Regions from separate parts of the Ovis aries genome. Here region 1 is linked to region 2. A link is a contact called in public Hi-C data. All regions are on one chromosome and are shown on one strand. The core of a region is the stretch at or near the end of the contact, and the rest is flanking DNA. Distances in the headings are between cores, read along the strand shown.

The links. A called contact is a pair of places that touch in the nucleus more often than the background predicts.
Region 1: a contact with region 2 is called in a Hi-C map of muscle, with 6 times the contacts expected there. The contact joins two enhancer-like sites. A contact is called at or near these places in 6 of 16 Hi-C or Micro-C datasets (hypothalamus, liver, muscle and 2 more).

What each region holds. Positions count from the first base shown.
Region 1 is chr3:179,620,856-179,624,381 of ARS-UI_Ramb_v3.0, reverse strand. The region is part of intron 2 of RBFOX2 (RNA binding fox-1 homolog 2); the gene reads left to right. Among named protein-coding and RNA genes, the nearest start is that of RBFOX2, 180 kb to the left of the region's middle. Within about 2 kb of position 1,566, at least 13 of the 54 cell types and tissues checked have an H3K27ac peak or open chromatin away from gene starts, as enhancers often do. A contact at or near this core is called in liver and muscle, where this site is marked.
Region 2 is chr3:179,440,801-179,443,991 of ARS-UI_Ramb_v3.0, reverse strand. No RefSeq gene overlaps it. Among named protein-coding and RNA genes, the nearest start is that of MB, 9.3 kb to the right of the region's middle. Within about 2 kb of position 1,506, at least 38 of the 54 cell types and tissues checked have an H3K27ac peak or open chromatin away from gene starts, as enhancers often do. A contact at or near this core is called in liver and muscle, where this site is marked.

The DNA.
Region 1 (3,526 bases), core at 317-2,816, 180 kb before region 2:
TAGCTACTGGATCACCAAGGAAGACCCCAGGGAAAATTTAGTATAAGGTTTTGTTATAGAAACATCCCTTTTGTTATTTCTTTGTTGTTGTTCAGTTGCTAAGTTGTGTCTGACTCTTTGCAGCCCCGTGGACTGCAGCACACCAGGCTTCCCTGTCCTTCACTGTCTCCCAGAGTTTACTCAAACTCATATCCATGGAGTCAATGATGCCATCCAGCCATCTCATCCTCTGTCGTCCCCTTCTCCTCCCGCATTCAAACTTTCCCAGCATCAGGGTCTTTTCCAGTGAGTCAGCTCTTTGCATCAGGTGGCCAAAGTACTGGAGCTTCAACTACAGCATCAGTCTTTCCAATGAATAATTCAAGTTTGATTTCCTTTAGGATTGACTGGTTTGATCCCCTTGCAGTCCAAGGGACTCTTGGGACAAGTAGAATGTTTGTTACAGGCCAGGCTCAGACAATCTCTGTTAAGAATTGAAGCAGGGTCGCATAGTTTTAGTGGTAAGAAAGTGACACTGTGGAAGTGTTCATTAAGAGCAGCATTTAAAAAATATCATTATCTGAGTGAGAAATTGCTCACATGTTTAATTTTGGAGCTGTAGCATTGTTTTGCCTTTTGGTTTTACCTGTGTACTTGTCTATTCTCCCACAAGCTGCAAATTCCTTGACAACAAAACTGTGCCTGTTCATTTCTCCATTGCTTAGCACAATACCTTGTGTATAATAGGGCAGTAAATTTTTTAATTATACTGGATTGGTTTATTATTGTCCCTTATGTGTAATACACATAGAATCAGTACCAGCAGTGCAAAGATAATCTAGTACATTGCAGTGGTCCACCTGATCTCTAAGAACCGAATTAATGTAAATGCTTAACCAAGATATCTATCTTAAACGTACTAAGGCCATTTTGACTCTTAAAAAGCAGTTTCTCCTGAACAATACTGAAATAAATTGCAGTGACCATAAAAGGAGAAAAACTGCACTGGGGGTGGAATGGACTTGGTAAGACTTAACTCTTACAAACGCCTCACAGTTGCAGATAATCCTCATGGGTTAATCTTAGTAAAACATGTTACAGTATTACTCTCTCTCTAAGACTAGGGAGATCAGAGCCCCCGAAACTAATTTAGAATTATTTATCATTTTGAACTTTTGAATGTTTACCCCAACTAGGGGATTTGTTAGCAATGATAGTTATAAATGTGCCTCTCTTACTGAGCATTTATCTTTACTTTCTGCTCACTCTACATTCAATTTTCTAAGAATTGCTGAGCAGTTCCCTGGTTTTACAGGGCCGTTTAAGCTCTGAAAGCCAACTCTTTAACCTGCCCTACATTGTCAGACTGACCAAACACCTGTCTGTGTTTGTTACTGCTTTTAATATCTGTTATAGAAATATGTGTGCACATGTGTGTTTGTATATAATGGTAGGGTGGGTATAGCAGCTTCCTAAAAGGGGAAGAGCAACTGGCTTTTCTGAAAAGACCTTTCCACCCCCACCTTTCTGCAGGCAGCCGCACTTAATCCTTCCATGTTTGACTGGAACAGCTGAGAGAGTCTCTGGCATATCTGAAGGTCTCCAGTGGACTCATGTTGCCTCAGAGTCGGGGCCACCTTCCTCTTTTCTTGTGCTGATCCTGCCAGCTGTCCGCGCTTCTGCTGGAGCCCAGCAGAGGAGATGTTAAATGATACAAAAACATACAGTGTCATGAAAGAGCTCCTTTCACTGCCTCTAGCAGTGTGACTTCATTTCTTTCCCATTTCTTTCCACAGCAGAAGGATTTTATACTGTTAATCCTAACACCTGTCTGTGCCGGAGACAGTGAGAAGGGTGTGTGTGTGTGTGTGTATGTGTGTGTACGTGCATGTGCGTGTGCGCAGTCCCCGCCCCAGAAGAAGTAGGGAAATAATACGAGTCCCATTTGCTTTTCCACCTCCTGGATTGGGAGTGTTCCCTCTGACGTATTTAAAGCCTGGAATATATATATCACTTTGGATCCTGGATACCTTGTGCTTCCTACCGTTCTTTGTGCCACTTTAAGGAGCCTACGATCCGTCCTTGGCTGTCATTCTCTACCTCTTGAGTTTCTGGAGAAGTTGTCAGTTTAAAATCAACAGTAACAGCAAACCTCTAGTGTAGTTTTCAGTCTATAGCTAGTAACTCCGTTTGGAACTGTCTGCTTTTCCTTGAACATTTCTTTTGTGTAGTGTAGAGTCTTATTGGGGTGGAAGCCTGGGCTGAGCCAAGCTCTTTCCTCGTCATCTGAGTCAACATACTTATCTGCGTAGGCTGGAAGTCAGCCAAGGATTTTTTGGTGTTTCCAGGTTCCTTTGGACAGGACACCCACACCAAACAAGGCAGAAGCTTAAATACTTTCTGTACTGTCTTTATCTGAAGATCTTTTCCCCCTTTGCTATGTATGGTGTATATTGTATGGATTATCAGTATCCTGTTGTCCAGGTAAGCTGAGGGTTGTAACTTGTTTTCTAGATAGTGATTGACTGAAGTGAGAATTTTATGGTGGGATGAAATGCTTATAAGTTTCCTGTCTTCTGACCTGGTACCATTCAGAGCATAGATTTCCCAAAGTTATTTGCTAATTTGCTATAACAGGAAGTTTGATATTTATAGTATTGACGGCTGGGCAGGGAGGTGGTTGCTTTCAGTCTTACAAGTTCTGAAGCTTCAGAGATTCTTGTGTGTGTGTGTGTGGCAGGGGGAAGGGTGGTTACCTAACCCACATGTATGTATGTATGTTTTAAATACTGGGCCTGGCATTATAGTTGTAACATAACTAAGCCACAGTATATATTATAGTAACTTCAGGCTCATTTTGAGTAGACTAGATACACAGATGGCAGTTTCTAACTGTTGCCGTAGTTGTCAGAGAGGTAATATACAGTAGAGGGCGCTCTATCCACACTGAGCATTTTAGATTATTCTGTGATATTGCCATTTTAGTTATTTACTTGTTGAAATCCAGAATCATAAAAATTTAGGCCTTTATCAGCCATACTCTTGAATAACTATTTGCCTTTAAGTTAGTAGCAATATAGTGAATGAAGTTGAAGGATTATGGATTCTGATTCAAGCTATGGTATTAAACCTCCATATTCATGTTCAAATAACTTCATTTTTCTTGACTTCACTTTACTTGTATATAAAATAAAGAGATTGAACTAGGTTATTTTTCATATGTTGTAATTCTTTGAAATATTGATTGTGCTGAAAATCTAGACTAGGAAAACAAAAATGGTCGATATAATTAATTCTGAATTATCAGTACTATTTGGTTTCTCAGTTTGGTTTGTTTTGTTTTCATGGCACTTAATTTTTTCTTTCAGACAGCCATTTCTCTAGTAATTAGCTCCTAAGTTGTGGTTTTGACAGAAATGCTTAGGGTTAAAGGAAGTGACAAACCCCAGTTTATCTTATTAGATAGGTTGGGCCTGAAGGCTAAACCAAGCTCTTTTTAATTGGACCTAATGGATAAGCGCTCCAGTGTAAACTCACAGCTCTCATT
Region 2 (3,191 bases), core at 257-2,756:
TGTAGTCACCATCTGGAGTGATTTTGGAGCCCAAGAAAATAAAGTCTGTCACTGTTTCCACTGTTAACCCATCTATTTGCCTGCTGGATAGGGAGGAATCAGGTTTCTGAAGTCCTTGAGGGGCAGAGCCTGGGTCTCCGAATCACTGCGTGAAGCAAAGTCCTCTCTCCACTTGCACTGGATAGTGAGGTAAATGGGATCCAAACCCATGGAGCCACTGTGAAGTTCTAACAAGCCACTGAGATTTGGGGGGTATTTTTATAGTGGCTAGTGCTGTAATACATGAATGCCTCCATATTTGTGGTTCAGCCCTGACCCACATCTGGTGCATAAAGAGTCCTTAATATTCATCCTCGCGTCCCACAAGACTTCTCTTCCAACCATCCTCTATATGCAATCCTGACCCTGTCACTCCCCAGCCCCCATAATCTCCCAGGGTCCCCATCATCCTTGGAAGTTTCCATCTCTAGCTCCTCTTCCCCTTCTCAATTCTTAAATGTTGGGGTGTTCCTTGGGGTCCTTCTCCTCTTCCCTCACATTCTCTCCTGGGGTGATCCCCGCCACTTCATGTACACTAACAGCTCACCCTCTGGTCCTGTGTCTGATGAGATGATTCTCCAAATGGCCAGGCAAATTCAGGATGTTCTGTGCTGCAGCCCGAGAGGGTGGGTGTGGGGACAAGGCCTCTCTTAGCAGAATCAGAATTCCTTAACTCCCAAGGAGTAAGTCCAAGTCTTGCTCAGGGGAAAGAGGAATATCTCCTGTTGCCCAAGGGGGTTTTTAAGAAAGAAATGCCTTTGCTAGGGTGAGCTGCGTTTGATTTTAGGTAGTCTAGGAGACCCGACTGCGGTCTGGGATTGAGGGTCAGGTTTCACTTTTGTTTCTCTGTTTCCATTGTCCTCGCAGGAGAAGCGGACCAAATGGCCTCCTCCCTGAAGAGCTGAGTAGCTAAGACCTGGGCTTTCGTAGTTTTTAAAGGGGAGGGAAGAGGAATTTGGAAAGAGGTGGGCGGCAGGCGCTAGAGAGGAAGTATTCGACTGCAGGACGCTTGCGAGGGAGGAGGGAAGGGAGGCACCGCCCAGGTGGGCTGCGGAGCCTGCCTTCCCTGCCTCCTCGCCCGCCTTCGGGAGTCGGGAGTGAGGGTTCCTGTCTGGATCCCGCCAGCCAGAACTCGCCGCCCCAGTGCCTTCCCCACCGCCCTCCCGCGGCGGCCTCGGGGAAAGCAGGGCTGTGGCCTGCGGATCCGCGGAGGAGGGGCCCGTTCTCCTTTCTGGGCGCCGGAGTCCTGTGGGTGCCGGGGCTGGGCGGGGGGAAAGACGGAGATTCTGGAGAAGCCCGGCCACCACTTCTCCGATGCCATCTCGACAGTGCAAGCCTCGGGGACGCGTGTGTCGCCTTAGGCCTGCTAGACAGATGTCTCACAGACGCCCAAAATGCTACGGAACCCAGGGAGAGTCATTCTCCATCCCCTCCTCCCCGGTACCCCGCCCGCCTTAGTACATAGCGCCACCATCTGCTCAGTTAATTCAGCCAGAAACTCAGCTCGGGCTGCCGGCGCTATGCTGGCCTCTCAGCTCATCTCGGCGTCCCCAGCGTCCCTTGTGGAGCCAGTCCCCTCTTCCCCCTCGCCCCTCCGCCTCGCCTCTCCCTCAACCCAGAGGTGGCCCTTAACGGGTGCCCCTTGTGGCTCAGCTGGTAAAGAATCCGCCTGCAATGCAGGAGACGTGGATTCCATCCTTGGGTTGGGAAGATCCCCTGGGGAAGGGAACAGCTATCCATGCCAGTATTCTGGCCTGGAGAAATGGACTGTACAGTCCACCGGGTGACAAAGAGTCGGACACGACTGAGCGACTTTCACTTTTCCCCGCGAGTGGTTTATACAAACCAAATTGGCTGGACAGCGGTTGCCTGGCCAGGGGCGTGGGGCGGGGGCGGGGGCGGGGAGCGGGGACTGACCGGGAAAGGGCCTGTGGGAACTACTTTTGGGAGTGATGATAATAGCGTTCTATATCCTGATAGGGGTTCACATTACACAGGTGTATAAATTTATCAAAACTCAGCAAGAGTCGGCTTCAGTTGTGTGGATTTCATTGGATGTAAATTTTACATCAAAAGAAAAAAACGCAAACAGAATTCTCACTAATGACATGCATGCTGAAGTATTTAGGAAGAAGTGGATGGACAGTTGTTTGCAGTTTGCTTTGAAAGGCCTCGGAAATAAGATTGGAGGCATGGAAGGCTGGCTAGATAGCGGAGAAAACTGGTTTAGTAAAATGTTGATAGAATTTCGGTGGTGGGTATAAGACGGTCACGTTAAAATTTGTTTAACTTGTTGTTGTTGTTCAGTTGCTAGGTCGTGACCAACTCTTTACAACCCCATGGACTGCAGCACACCGGCTCCCCTGTCCTTCAGTATCTCCCAGAGTTTGCTGAAACTCACCTTCATTGAGTTAGTGATGCCATCGAACCATCTCATCCTCTGTCGTCCCCTTCTCCTCCTGCCTTCAATCTTTCCCAGCAACAGGGTCTCTTCAAATGACTCAGTTCTTCGCATGAGGTGTCCAAAGTATTGGAATTTCAGCTTCAGCATCAGTCCTTTCAATGAATATTCAGGGTTGATTTCCTTTACAATGGTTTGGTCTCCATGCAGTTCAAGGGATTCTCAAGAGGCTTCTCTAACACCACAGTTCGACAGCATCAATTCTTCAGCTCTCAGCCTTCTTTATGGTCCAACTCTCATTTCCATACATAACCACTGGAAAAACCATAGCTTTGACTAGATGGACCTTTGTTGGCAAAGTAATATCTCTGCTTTTTAATATGCTGTCTAGATTGGTCATAGCTTTTCTTCCAAGGAGCAAGCGTCTTTTAATTTCATGGCTGTAGTCACCATCTGCAGTGATTCTGGAGTCCAGGAAGATAAAGTTTTTTATTTTTGGATCCCCCAAAAATAAAGTCTCTCACTTTTTCCATTGTTTCTCCATCTATTTGCCATGCAGTGATGGGACCGGATGCCATGATCTTGGTTTTCTGAATGTTGGATTTCAAGCCAATGTTTTCACCCTCCTCTTTCACTTTCATCAAGAGACTCTTTAGTTCTTTGCTTTCTTCCATAAGGGTGATGTCATCTGCATATCTGAGGTTAGTGATATTTCTTTCAGCAATCTTGATTCCAGCTTGTCAGTCATCCA